2 separate regions of the Ovis aries genome follow, and region 1 is linked to region 2. Evidence: chromatin contacts called from public Hi-C data. All regions are on one chromosome and are shown on one strand. The core of a region is the stretch at or near the end of the contact, and the rest is flanking DNA. Distances in the headings are between cores, read along the strand shown. Region 1 holds the start of USP4 (ubiquitin specific peptidase 4). Region 2 holds the start of RNF123 (ring finger protein 123).

Region 1 (5,692 bases), core at 562-3,061, 250 kb before region 2:
GAAATGGCTAGCTTCAAAAATGTCTGTTTAAAGAAATTCTTTCTATGGGGAAAACCTTATTTGCTAATGACCATGTCATTAATTTCATAATGATCTTTACAGAGGTCTTTGTCCAGGCAGACAGTTTGGATACACTGGTTTGCTTCATGTGAAGAGCATTAAACCAATTTTCTTTCTAAAAATACGATAACAACACAACACACTTCAGTTTTCCTTTGAGGACCAAACGTGTGTGTGTATATATATGTTTATAGACACACATGTGTACATATATACATACAATGTCATGGTGTGTTTATCTTATCAAAAAGCATTATGTTGACCTGGTTATATTTTAAAAGTATCATCATGCTGTTTTATTAATACAATTAAGACAGAAGGAGGGGGTGGGGGACATCGCCACTGGTCCAGCGGCTAAGACTCTGAGCTCCCAATGCAAGGGGGCCTGGGTTCAATCCCTAATCAGGGAACTAGATCCCACATGCAGCAACCAAGACCCAGAGCAGCCAAAATAACTGAATACAAATTAAAAATTAAAAAAAAAAAAAAAAAGGAGGGCGAAACCTCCGTAGGGGAACAAAGCATAACAATTACATTGGTGAGTCCTTCAAATTTTATAACCAACAAACTTCAGAGGAGACCAGCCAGCTTCCCAGAGGCCACAAGGATCCATAAATATATCCACATCTCTAAAATGCTCTTTTCTCTCCGAACACTTTCACTGTGTGATTTTAGTCTATCTGAAACCTCCTCTGTTTCTGCTGACTATTCTTCATGTGTCACCATGATTCCGGATATCAAGTTCTGCCTGCTCTGCCTATCACAGCTGGCCAGCTCAAGGACACTGTAACGACTGAATTCCTAGTTTCTCTTCCCTGCTCAATTTCTCTGTCACTGTAATACAGCCATTATCACCACCACCATCGTTTCTTAAAAGAGGGTTGCTCAACCACATTCAGTGCAACGCCAAGCCCCAGTTTCTGTTTCCACACAATAATACCACCCAGGAATCTCTTCACTAATGGAAGTACTGTCCCTGTTACTAGATAATTTATTAAGAAAAACTAACTCAGACTTGCTAGAGTAAATCTTTTCAGTTAGGCTCTAGGCTAATCCGCCTCTTTCACTTCGAAACGCTGCTGCCACCAATTATTTTTAACATTTGCTACCAAAATAACCTGGGACTCTCAGACAATTGTTCAGCTACTGACCTTGACGTCTGTCGAACAGCTTACAAGTTACAGAGTATCTACTTCTTATCTACATCTCAAGCAACTGAAGGCGAGGGCACCAAATATCGCTAACTTGTTCTTAAAAATAAGAAGCCAGGGTCTGTGAGGTGTGGACGTCTTCGCCCAAAATCACAAAGTGAATCCTCAAAGGTAAAGGACTCTCCTCAACCGCAAGGTCCCTGGGAGTACTCCCCTTCTTTCCATCTCGTAGCCCCAGCCTCCGCCGGATACGCCCCCTCAGGCTTCAAGAAGGCCGGACGACCCTCAGCTCCACCCACGCTTTCATCCAGCGCTCCCTTCCCTAAGGGGCGGGAGTCCAGCCACTCTCTGAGAGTCACCAACATCTCCCCTGGCCAGCCTCTGGCCAAGCCGGGAAAGAGGGGCCGGGCCTGAGCACCCGAGCGCCGGCCTCTGGCCCAGTGGGGCAGAAAGGCGGGCCCGGCGCTCACCACTGCGCCCCTCGCTGGAGCGTGGTCCTCATCAAGGCCCCGAGCTCGGATTTCTGGGTCTCCGCATCCGGTCGCTCACGGTACTCTCCACCTTCCGCCATCTCGTCCGCCGCCCCAGCCCAGCCGGCCCGGACATCCGCTTCGCGCACAGCGTGCTGTGGACCGCGCCCACGCGCGCACGCACGCACGCACGTGCGCGCACGCAAGCCCCTCCTCGTGCGGCGGCCGGGGGCGCTGTCCCGCCCCTTGCTTTCCCCCACCCCCAACGGAGCACCACCCCGCCTCCTCCCGCGCATGCGCGGTGGAGCCGGGAGCGGGGCCGGAAGAGGAGGCGGGCGTCGGGAGAGGCAGTGTTCTTAGCCAGGCAGGCGTCTCGGAGCCGGCGCCGTCCGGCACACCTTTCTGAGTCCAGCCCGGCGATCTCGAGGAGTCAGACCACAGGCCCCACGACCCCTCTGGTACCTCTTCTGGCCTGAGGGGTCATCCTGGTCTTAAATCGACGCAGCGCCAGATGCGATAAGTCCTGAAACTAGATTTTCTTGTTTTCTACTCCAGCCATTCCGCTTTCAGCGGAGACCTCAGGCGAGCGTTTAGCTGCCCAGACGTGAGCTCCTGATCCCTGTCCGGCAGGCTCTGCGGGAATATTCGCAATCATCTCTTTCTGAATCCCAGAATCACCTGGCCCAGGCCGAATTCCACAAGCCCTCCAGTGAGCTAATTACTTTATCGGGCAGGCAAGCAGCCACAGGGGGGCGATAGCAATGGGGGTGGAAGGAGCGGTTAAAGTATATTCTCCACATCAGGTACCCAGGCTGCTGCTTTGTTGTTGCAACAAAGTACAATAGCCTGAACACCTTATGGCCCTCACTTGACCGTGCGTACAAGAAACACAGCCCTCCTTCTGGAGGGCTAGACTGTATGTGTCTAGCAGCTCCTGCCCTCAGAAAAATTAGACAAATATGACTCAGTACCTGCCCTTATCCAGTGATCCCCATTTTTTTTTTTTTAGTTCTACCAGTTTATTGCTACTAACCCATCACCCTCCACCCTCATACACACATGCTCAGTCATGTAACCCCATGGACTGCAGCCCGCCAGCCTCCTCTGTCCATGGACTTTTCCAGGCAAGAATACTGGAGTGGGTTGCCACTTCCTTCTCCAGATCCCCATTTTTTAATGCACCAGGGACTTATTTCGTGAAAGAACTTTTTTCTTGAGGTGGGGGGGGGGTTGGGTGGTTTTGGGGAGGATTCAAGCGCATTACATTTCTTGTGCCCTTTATTATTTTTACACCAACTCCACCTCAGATGGTCAGACATTAGATCGCAGAGGATGAAGACCCCTGCTTTACCCAATCTAATAGAGGAGAGGAGCTATTCCATAAATAAGCCCAGCACCAAGTCAAGCAGTGTGTGATAAGCACCGTTAAAGGGTATAAATCAAAGACTGTAGACCCCAAGCTGTGAAACAGAGCGTTTCACTTGAGAACCTTTTGAGTGTGATCTTGAAAGCATAGAAATGATGGTGCATGTTAAAGGAGAGTAGACTAAAGGGGTTAAAGGAAATTTCTGGAACAAGCAGGGAAAATCATAGAGTGAAGATTAGGCCAGTTGAGCTGGACACAGACTACTGAAAGGGCCTGAGATCTATGGCTAGAAGGGAGGCTGGTCCCATATATCCTGCATACACATATTGTAGGAGGTTTGAGAGCAGAGAGAAATAGCTGAGGGTACTTTACACAGAGGTACAGCCCACAGACCTACTAAGAACCCTTTGGAAAGATGTCCGAAGAAAGAGAGAAAAAAACAGGTGCAAAAGAGAACTGTCCTGGTGAAGTTGAGGTAGGTCATTTGAACAGATTTACCACTTTTTTTAGGTTGAGTTTTGGCTAATTGAAATTAATATATTAAGCACTATCTGCTAACAGAGGCCTCTTGGCAGCTGGGTAGATAGATAGTGGGGCAAGGTAATTTGGAATTAAAACTGCCTTGAGGGACTTCCTTTGTGGTCCCATGGTTAAGACTTTGAATTCCCAATGCAGGGGGACCAGGTTCAATCCCTAATCAGGGAACTACATGCCACATGCCACAACTAAGACCAGTAGCAGCCAAATAAATAATAATTTTAAAAAACACCTTGAATAACTACATAGCAGTTAATCCCATGTACATAGAGTTAGCATCAAATGATGATAATTCTGCATCTCGATCCTGACACCCCAAGTACCCTCCTGTGGAAGTTCTTTTAAATTGTTAAAATTGTTATTGAACCAGAACCACTGCTTTTAGTCCTATTTATGGAAAATGAAAGCTGGGTTAATGGGCATGACTGAACCTACATTACAGTGTCTGCTTCCCTCTTTTTTTAGCAGTTCCTCCTATACCATTTATGGCATGGGCCAGATTCTTAAGGAAGTAGGACAAGGCAGCACCAGTAGAAAGGGGGACAAAACCTAATTATAAAAATGAAAACTTTGGAAAATCTTTTTTGAGCCTGGATCTCTTCAACGCTATTCAATAGCAGTAAAAAAAAAAAAAAAACAGTACACTAATTATGAGTAGTTCCTAAAAATTTAAATTCGAATAACCAAGTGTTGTAAGTTAAAATGCAGGGTATAAAGTGACACTTCATAATCAAGATCACCATTATTTCTAAAGTTTTCAAACTTACATAGTGAGTTTGATTATTACACGTTAAGAACACAACTGGAAGTCCTGAACATCTGCCTGCATGTTCCTGCTATTGTGGGAGTGACCCACGGATTTGGGATGAAAGGAGTTGAGTAATTCAAGTCAGGACACACCCTGGCCCCAGGACTGGATTCTCTGTTGGGCCGTTTCCCCTAGGGGAGGGGTATAGACCTGGTAGGCCCCTCTGTTGGCCTGGTAACCAAACCTCAGAACTGAACAACTCACCCATTGCCATGGGACCTTGAAGCACAACAGGAAGGAAAGCAGGAAAGGGAACTGGAGGGAACAGGCCTGACTGACTGCCTGGTCACATACCCGCGATCTTGGATGGGGATGATCTAATTGAGGCTTTGTAATGTCTGGGTGTGTGAACTTTAAGCTTTATTTGGTTTCCAATCGTAAAGTTCTTTCCTTAGCTGGTGCTGTGGCTTAATCTAAACCTACTCCCCAGTCACCCTTGATCCACACCTGCCTGGCAGTCACAGAGCACGTGTGACTGTATTCACAAATATTGAGCACCTTTTGATTAGAGGTGGCATCAGGAGAGAAATATTTTTTGTTTCCTCCTTGCCTGTGCTTTTTTAGCTTACCTGGGGACAGTGGAAAAGCAAAAGGCTCTAGAGATACATTTTAGAAGAGTTAAATGTCTTATCAGTGACACTATCACCTCTGTGGTAAAAGGGGTAGGTTTACTGGGGGAGGGTGACGTTTCCAGGGTGGCTCAGTGGTAAAGGATATGCCTGCCAGTACAGGAGATGTGGGAGACATGGGTTCCACCCCTGGGTTGGGAGGATCTCCTGGAAGAGGAAATGGTAACCCACTCCAGTATCCTTGCCTGGAAAATTCCATGGGCAGAGGAGCTTGGTGGGCTACAGTCCATGGGGGTCACAAATCTTTGGACACAACTGAGCAGCTGAACACATACACAGAGGGAGGTAACAGAGGCAAAAAACTGAAGGAATCTCATAGAGAGTATGCGAGGTCATTTTTTCCCATGTTGGAGACTCATGCTGTTGCACAGATTACATTCTGGTTATGCCCCTGTCAATAGGCAGCCTTGATTGGGCAAGGAAGGTGTTGCACCCTGGGCCTGGGTGTGGCAGTGCCTTCTCTTCCTGCTTGAATTCTGTTACCATCAACATCTGAACCTTAAAAAAGTATTTAGGTATTAATTGTGTGTGTTGTTTGCCCTTTGCACAGAGCAAATTCTCAGTAAGCATTTCTTGGGTGAATGAGTGAAAATTATCCATAAAAATAAAAAATAAAAATTGCAACTGAGAAAAAAAAAAAAAGGAATTATCCAGATAGTAGTCATTTTTCC
Region 2 (5,359 bases), core at 1,121-3,620:
GCCACTGAAGCCCTGCCCCTCAGCATGAGCTGGGTGGCATATGCCGCACTGGGCTCTTGGAGGGCCCCAGGGTCTGGCAGAGCGGCGAGAGGCTTCCTGGTCTCTGGACTTCATGGATGGGTGAACCGAGGAACATGGGCTGCATACTCATAATAAATGAAGACACAGAGTCTGGTTCCTGCTGGTACTTTGTACCAAGCCACCGCTAACCCCAGCCCCACCCTTGGGGTTCAAAGACTGTAGGCCCCTGCGTATGGTAGCCATCAGGTTGGCATCTACCTCTAGGGTGAGAGGGAGGGGGCAGTGTGAGGGGGACAGTGAGAGGCTCAGTTGTCACCTGTCCTGGCTGAGTACGCCACCAGGTGAGCTCCCTCAGCTGCAGCCCCTTGTGTTAGAAACTGCTCTATACCACTTTCTCCTCCTTGCCATTGATTAAGGGGACTAGTGAGGCCCTGCCCTTCCATAGCACCCACAGGTTGCTAAAGCAGTCCTAGGGCAGATCACCCCGCCTAAGATGCACTGGCCTTGAGTCATGCAGGCCCTGATATGGAGTTGCCAATTCATTCCCCAGAAGCAGAGGCTAAGAAGCACCCTGCACAGATGTCAAGAGGAAAGGTGGCTTTATGTCGGACAGAAAGCTTCAGCCTTGCCAAGGCACACAGGATTGAGGCTGGGACTAGCCCAGCCTCATGACCTTGTGAATCCAGTCCACAAACACAGAGACACGCATGAAGATGGCTGGCCAGCGGGGCCGTGCACACACTCGGTTGGGGATTATAATTCCCTGCAGGACCCAGCAGTCATGAGTAAAGCAGGCAAGTGGGCCCCCGTAGTCACCCTGGTAGGTGCAAGAACTGGTGAGGGGGGCCTGGGCCGTGGCAGAGACTAGCGCCCTCAGGGGTGAAGCAGTACATTTTCAGCTGGCCAGGGACCCTGCCACTGACCTCACAGGCTCCCACAGGGGCCAGCAGTCCTGCAGTGCACATCTCACTCTCCCGTACGCGTCCTCGATGCTTGACATTACATTCCTGGTTGGAGATGACATTCAGGAGGGCTATGTTCAGGACTGTGTCGTCCCCTGTACCTACAGCGAAGGGAATGAGAAGGAGAGGGTCTGCAGGCAGGAACCAAGTTGGGGCCTGTTGGTCTGGAGAAGTCCATGCCTCTGTGCTGTTCTCTTACCTTTGGTCTCACCCCAGCCTGCAATCTCACACCTGGTGCCTGGAGGCACCACATACCGCTCAGGGGGCAGGCAGATCAGGGCCACACGCTGGTTCAGGATCACGGGTCTTGAGCGAGAATGAGGGCTTTCAGGGTCTGAGGCTGCGAGGCCCAACCCCACCTCACAACCTCTTGACTTCTCACACACCTCTCCAACTTGAGCAGAACAAGCTGGGAACCAGAGGGCCCGCAGACCATCTTGGCCATTGGGATGCGCTGCAGGTCTGGCTCCCCGGGCTGTGGGTCCTGGAACAGGGTGCCCAGCCACACCTCATAGCCCACGAGAGATGTATGGCTGAGAGAGAAGCTCTGCTAGATGAGTTGAGACTCAGGGTCTGCTGCCCAGCGCTCACCTGGTGACTTGCCAGGGAAGGTGGCTGAGGGGGAGATGAAGGCGGGGGGTTGGGACTGGGTCCCCAAACCTAAGGGAGGCTCACCAGGAGGAGAAACACTGCCGGGCAGTCAGAACCCACTGCTCCTTCACTAGGGAGCCTCCGCAGAAGTGCTGGCCCTGCCTGCAGGAATGCGGGTTAGGAAATGGTCCTGAGACCTAGGCTGGACCTACCATCTCCAGGTGGGGGCAGTTTCCCACCCTGCTACTGGCACAGGCAGAGCGGATATAGCTTCAGCCCATCTTGGGGAGTCAGGCAGTCATGCCTCACCGGTTGCGCAAGCTGACTGTCCAGGGTGAGTTCCCAGGCTGGCCCCCGACCACACGCAGCTTGGAGCGCAATGGGTCCACTCGCGTCACTCTTTTGCCACATTTATCAAACAGCACCTGGTCTGGGGGACAGAGTGTGCTGGATGAGACCCCCTACTGGATGGACCTGGGGGTGTAAAGGGGCCACAAGGAACGCCTGACCCAAGTCCATACGTGCAGTCTCCAGGATGGACGGCTGTTGGTCATCATCTGAAAGATCCAAATTCAGCATTAAGGGAGCCAGCCTTTGGCAGTGGAGGCTGAGGGCGGGGCCGCGCGGTACAGTTCCCCCGCGACATGGTGCTCACCACAGCGCCGCAGGGCACAGTAGTCGAATGGAGTACCCGGGTCCGTGGTGTAGCACCAGGGCCCGTGACTATCCCCATCTGGGTTCCGGCAGAAGTTTTCCTCCAGGGGCGCGTGTGGGGCAGAAGTGTGCTTGAACCTAGGCGGAAGAGGGGAGCAAGATCAAAGGGTAACCCCAAGCACTCGCAGTGAGATGCCTAGGTTTGTCACCCGAGGCGTTGGCCTGGGCGGGGCCTGTGGCCTGGGTCTGGGAGGTGCCAGGTGCGCGGACAAGCTTACTGCGGCTTGTGTGGCGTCTCAGCCGACCAGTTCTGACACCGGATGCCCTTTCGGGTCTTGCTAACAGAGCCGCGGTACAGTTCCCCCGCGCCATGGTAGCAGTCTGCGGTGGGCGGACAAGGGCGACCGTCAGCGGGTTCTCGCCCCAGCCCTCTGGCTCCGTGCCTCCAGCCCCAGCTTCGGCCTTACCCTCGGGCCGCACGTCGTCGGTGCAGCGCCGGATCTGGTAACAGAAGGCCATGCGCATGCCAGGCCGCGATGTGAAGCACCAGGGCGCCTCCGATCCGTCGGGGTTTCGACAGAAGTTCTCCCGAAGGTCCCTGAGCAGGCACGCTGCTCAGCCCAGGTGGGTCCCAGCCCGCCAGCAGGAGCCTCAATCCAGCCTTCAGCTTCTCCCCAGGTCTCGCCTTCCTTCAAGCCCCGCCCGGGACACCCCCCTCAGGTCCCATCCCCAGGAGTACCCAGCTGCCACCGGCTGCCAGCCAACTCACTTGCACGCATACTTTTCCGGCGCAAAGCGATGCTGATGTGGGAGCTGTGCATCCCAACGCTGGCAGGGCACGCCCGCGGCGGTGGTGTTGGCTGTGCCCCGGTAGCCTTCGCCTTTCCCGCGGAAGCAGTTGAGCGTCGTGGCTTCCTGGTTCGGCTGTGCCTCGAACCCTTGGATGGACCGTGGCCGGTCGGGGCCGGAGCCGGAGCTGAGACCCGGTCGCGGGCTGGTGCGGAGCCCCAGGGTCTCTGAACCCCCGCGGGGTCACGCCTAGCCCTGCCTCTCGCCCCCAGGCCACGCCCCCACGTATCCCAGGTGCCCTCCCAGGCCCCGCCCTCACGCTGTACCGCAGCGGGGGAGGTCGCAGAACTCTCTCTCCATCTGCGGGTCTGTGGTGTAGCACCAGGGCCGCTCCGAGCCGTCCGGATTCCGGCAATAGTTGTCGTCCAGATTTTTGTCCAGAAACCTGGGGGCGGTGGCCGGGCGTAAACAAGAGCCTGGTTGGTACTCCCGTCTGACCCCATCCACTGGGCCTTCTATCGCCCCGCCCCTGGAGGCCTCGGCCCGCCCCTTGCCCGCCCTCCTCTCGCGCCGAGCCCGCCCCCGCGTACTTGCTCGGCTCGAAGGGGTGTGGGTGCGGGTGCTGCAGGTCCCAGCGTTGACATTCGCGTCCTGACTCGGTGCTGTCCACTGAGCCGCGGTAATCCTCACCATTGCACCAAAGGCAAGCGGCTGGAGACACACGGGGCCGATGGGTTCGTGGACGGGCGTGGGCACGCGCCTCCCGTCCCAGGCTTGACCCGGAGCCGCTTACCCTCCTGGCAGGACTTTATGCCGCAGCTCTGGAAGCGCACGGCAGGGTCGGTTGTATAGCACCAGGGACCTCCCGGGTCCCTGTCCGGGTTGCGGCAGAAGTTTTCCTCCAAGCCGTTCCGGAGTGTGGGTGTGAACCTGCGAGAGCAGCAATACAGTGAGTGCTGAGGGGCAGGCGCCAGGCGGGCAGAGGCAGAGGGAAGCTGCTGCCTGTCTCACTTGTGGTCATTGGGAAACCTCTGGCTCCAGTGCTGGCAGGGTAGGCCACCCACGGTGATGGCCACAGTGCCCCGGTACTCGACCCCGGTGTCCACGATGCAGGTGCGAACATAGTCTGGGAGCAAAAGACCCAGAATCAACAAGGCGGGAGACCTCAGCAGCCCTCTCCCCAGCGCACCCTTCGCAGCCACTCACTTTTCTTTTGGAAGAGGTCACAGCGCCCGGAACGCTGCAGTCGTGTATGAGGTGAGTGCTGGGTCCATGGCAGCAACTGGCAACCATGGCTGCTCAAGTTGTAGTGGAAGGCCCTGGGAAGAAGGGGCACAGGGTCACCAGTGCCCAGGTTCCTCTCCCTCCAGTCTTATCGAGGCCCAGTGGGCACTCACCTGCAGTCCAGGAGGGGCCCACAGCGGCCTGCACACTCCTCAGCATTTGCCACATCTTCTTGCCAAGGCCTGGGCCCCCCTGAATGTAGCAGGTGTTGCAGCTCCGTACCTCGAAGCACCTGGAAGTCATTCAAGGGCGAGCGCTGCCCTGCAGGGTGGGCATGCGAATCAGCACGTGTATATCAGCATGTGCATACTTTATTCATTCAGGAGATCAAAATAAAAGGCCTCTGGAGTGGACCCTGTGATCCCTTCAAGGGTCAGACCCCTGTACTGGATGGGAGGAGCAGGCTCAGACATGACTGTAATCACTAGCGCACCTGTTTAGTGGGCAAGGCACTGGGCTCAGCTGTAAAACATATACTCTGAGCTCAGTGCATGCTGGTGCTGGCCCTATGGAGCTTATGCCATCTCATTTCTCACGTGAGGATGTGAAGGCTCAGAGCTATCTTATTAACAAGGCAAAGGCCCAACCTAAGCATTCTGACTCCAAGTGTAAGTTCTAACCAGCATAAGGGTAAATGCTGAAAGTGTTGGTCGCTCAGTCCTGTCCAACTCTTTGCGACCCCATGGACTGTAGCCTGCCAGGCTCCTTTGTCCATGGGATTCTCCCAGCAAGAATACTGGAGTGGGTTGCCATTTTCTTCTCCAGGGGATCTTCCCAACCTGGGTCTCCTGCATTGCAGACAGATTCTTTACTGTCTGAGCCACCTAACCAGCATAAGGGTATATGCTAGGTAGAAGGATTAGGTCTGGCTCATAAGGGATAAATGCCTGCATGTGTGTATGTGTCTGTGTGGTCCTAACACTGCCTCAAAGCTACAGCAGACATTTCACCGCAGGCCTGAATATCAGGCAATGTGTTTGTGTTCCTTTGGCTGCCCAGCTCTGTGAAAGAAGCCAAGGTCACTCACTGCTACAGGCTCAGTAGGAAAGTAAGTTCCC

Evidence for each region. A called contact is a pair of places that touch in the nucleus more often than the background predicts.
Region 1: a Hi-C map of skin fibroblasts shows a contact between it and region 2, with 3 times the contacts expected there. The contact joins the promoter of USP4 here to the promoter of RNF123 in region 2. A contact is called at or near these places in 2 of 16 Hi-C or Micro-C datasets (hypothalamus and skin fibroblasts).

What each region holds. Positions count from the first base shown.
Region 1 is chr19:50,806,755-50,812,446 of ARS-UI_Ramb_v3.0, reverse strand. It overlaps USP4 (ubiquitin specific peptidase 4), which reads right to left and starts at 1,811. Exons shown (of 21, transcript XM_004018464.6): 1 at 1,682-1,811. The coding sequence starts at 1,782. It overlaps LOC121817253 (a long non-coding RNA gene), which reads left to right and starts at 1,985. Exons shown (of 2, transcript XR_006057080.2): 1 at 1,985-3,522.
Region 2 is chr19:50,557,686-50,563,044 of ARS-UI_Ramb_v3.0, reverse strand. It overlaps RNF123 (ring finger protein 123), which reads left to right and starts at 2,370. Exons shown (of 40, transcript XM_042236205.1): 1 at 2,370-2,852; 2 at 3,822-4,274. It overlaps MST1 (macrophage stimulating 1), which reads right to left. Exons shown (of 18, transcript XM_042236213.1): 2 at 4,415-4,562; 3 at 4,224-4,336; 4 at 4,029-4,143; 5 at 3,811-3,947; 6 at 3,612-3,728; 7 at 3,337-3,462; 8 at 2,998-3,166; 9 at 2,696-2,826; 10 at 2,507-2,609; 11 at 2,230-2,366; 12 at 2,096-2,131; 13 at 1,884-2,004; 14 at 1,659-1,736; 15 at 1,370-1,516; 3 more. The coding sequence ends at 677. It overlaps APEH (acylaminoacyl-peptide hydrolase), which reads left to right. Exons shown (of 21, transcript XM_042236214.2): 21 at 1-169. The coding sequence ends at 8.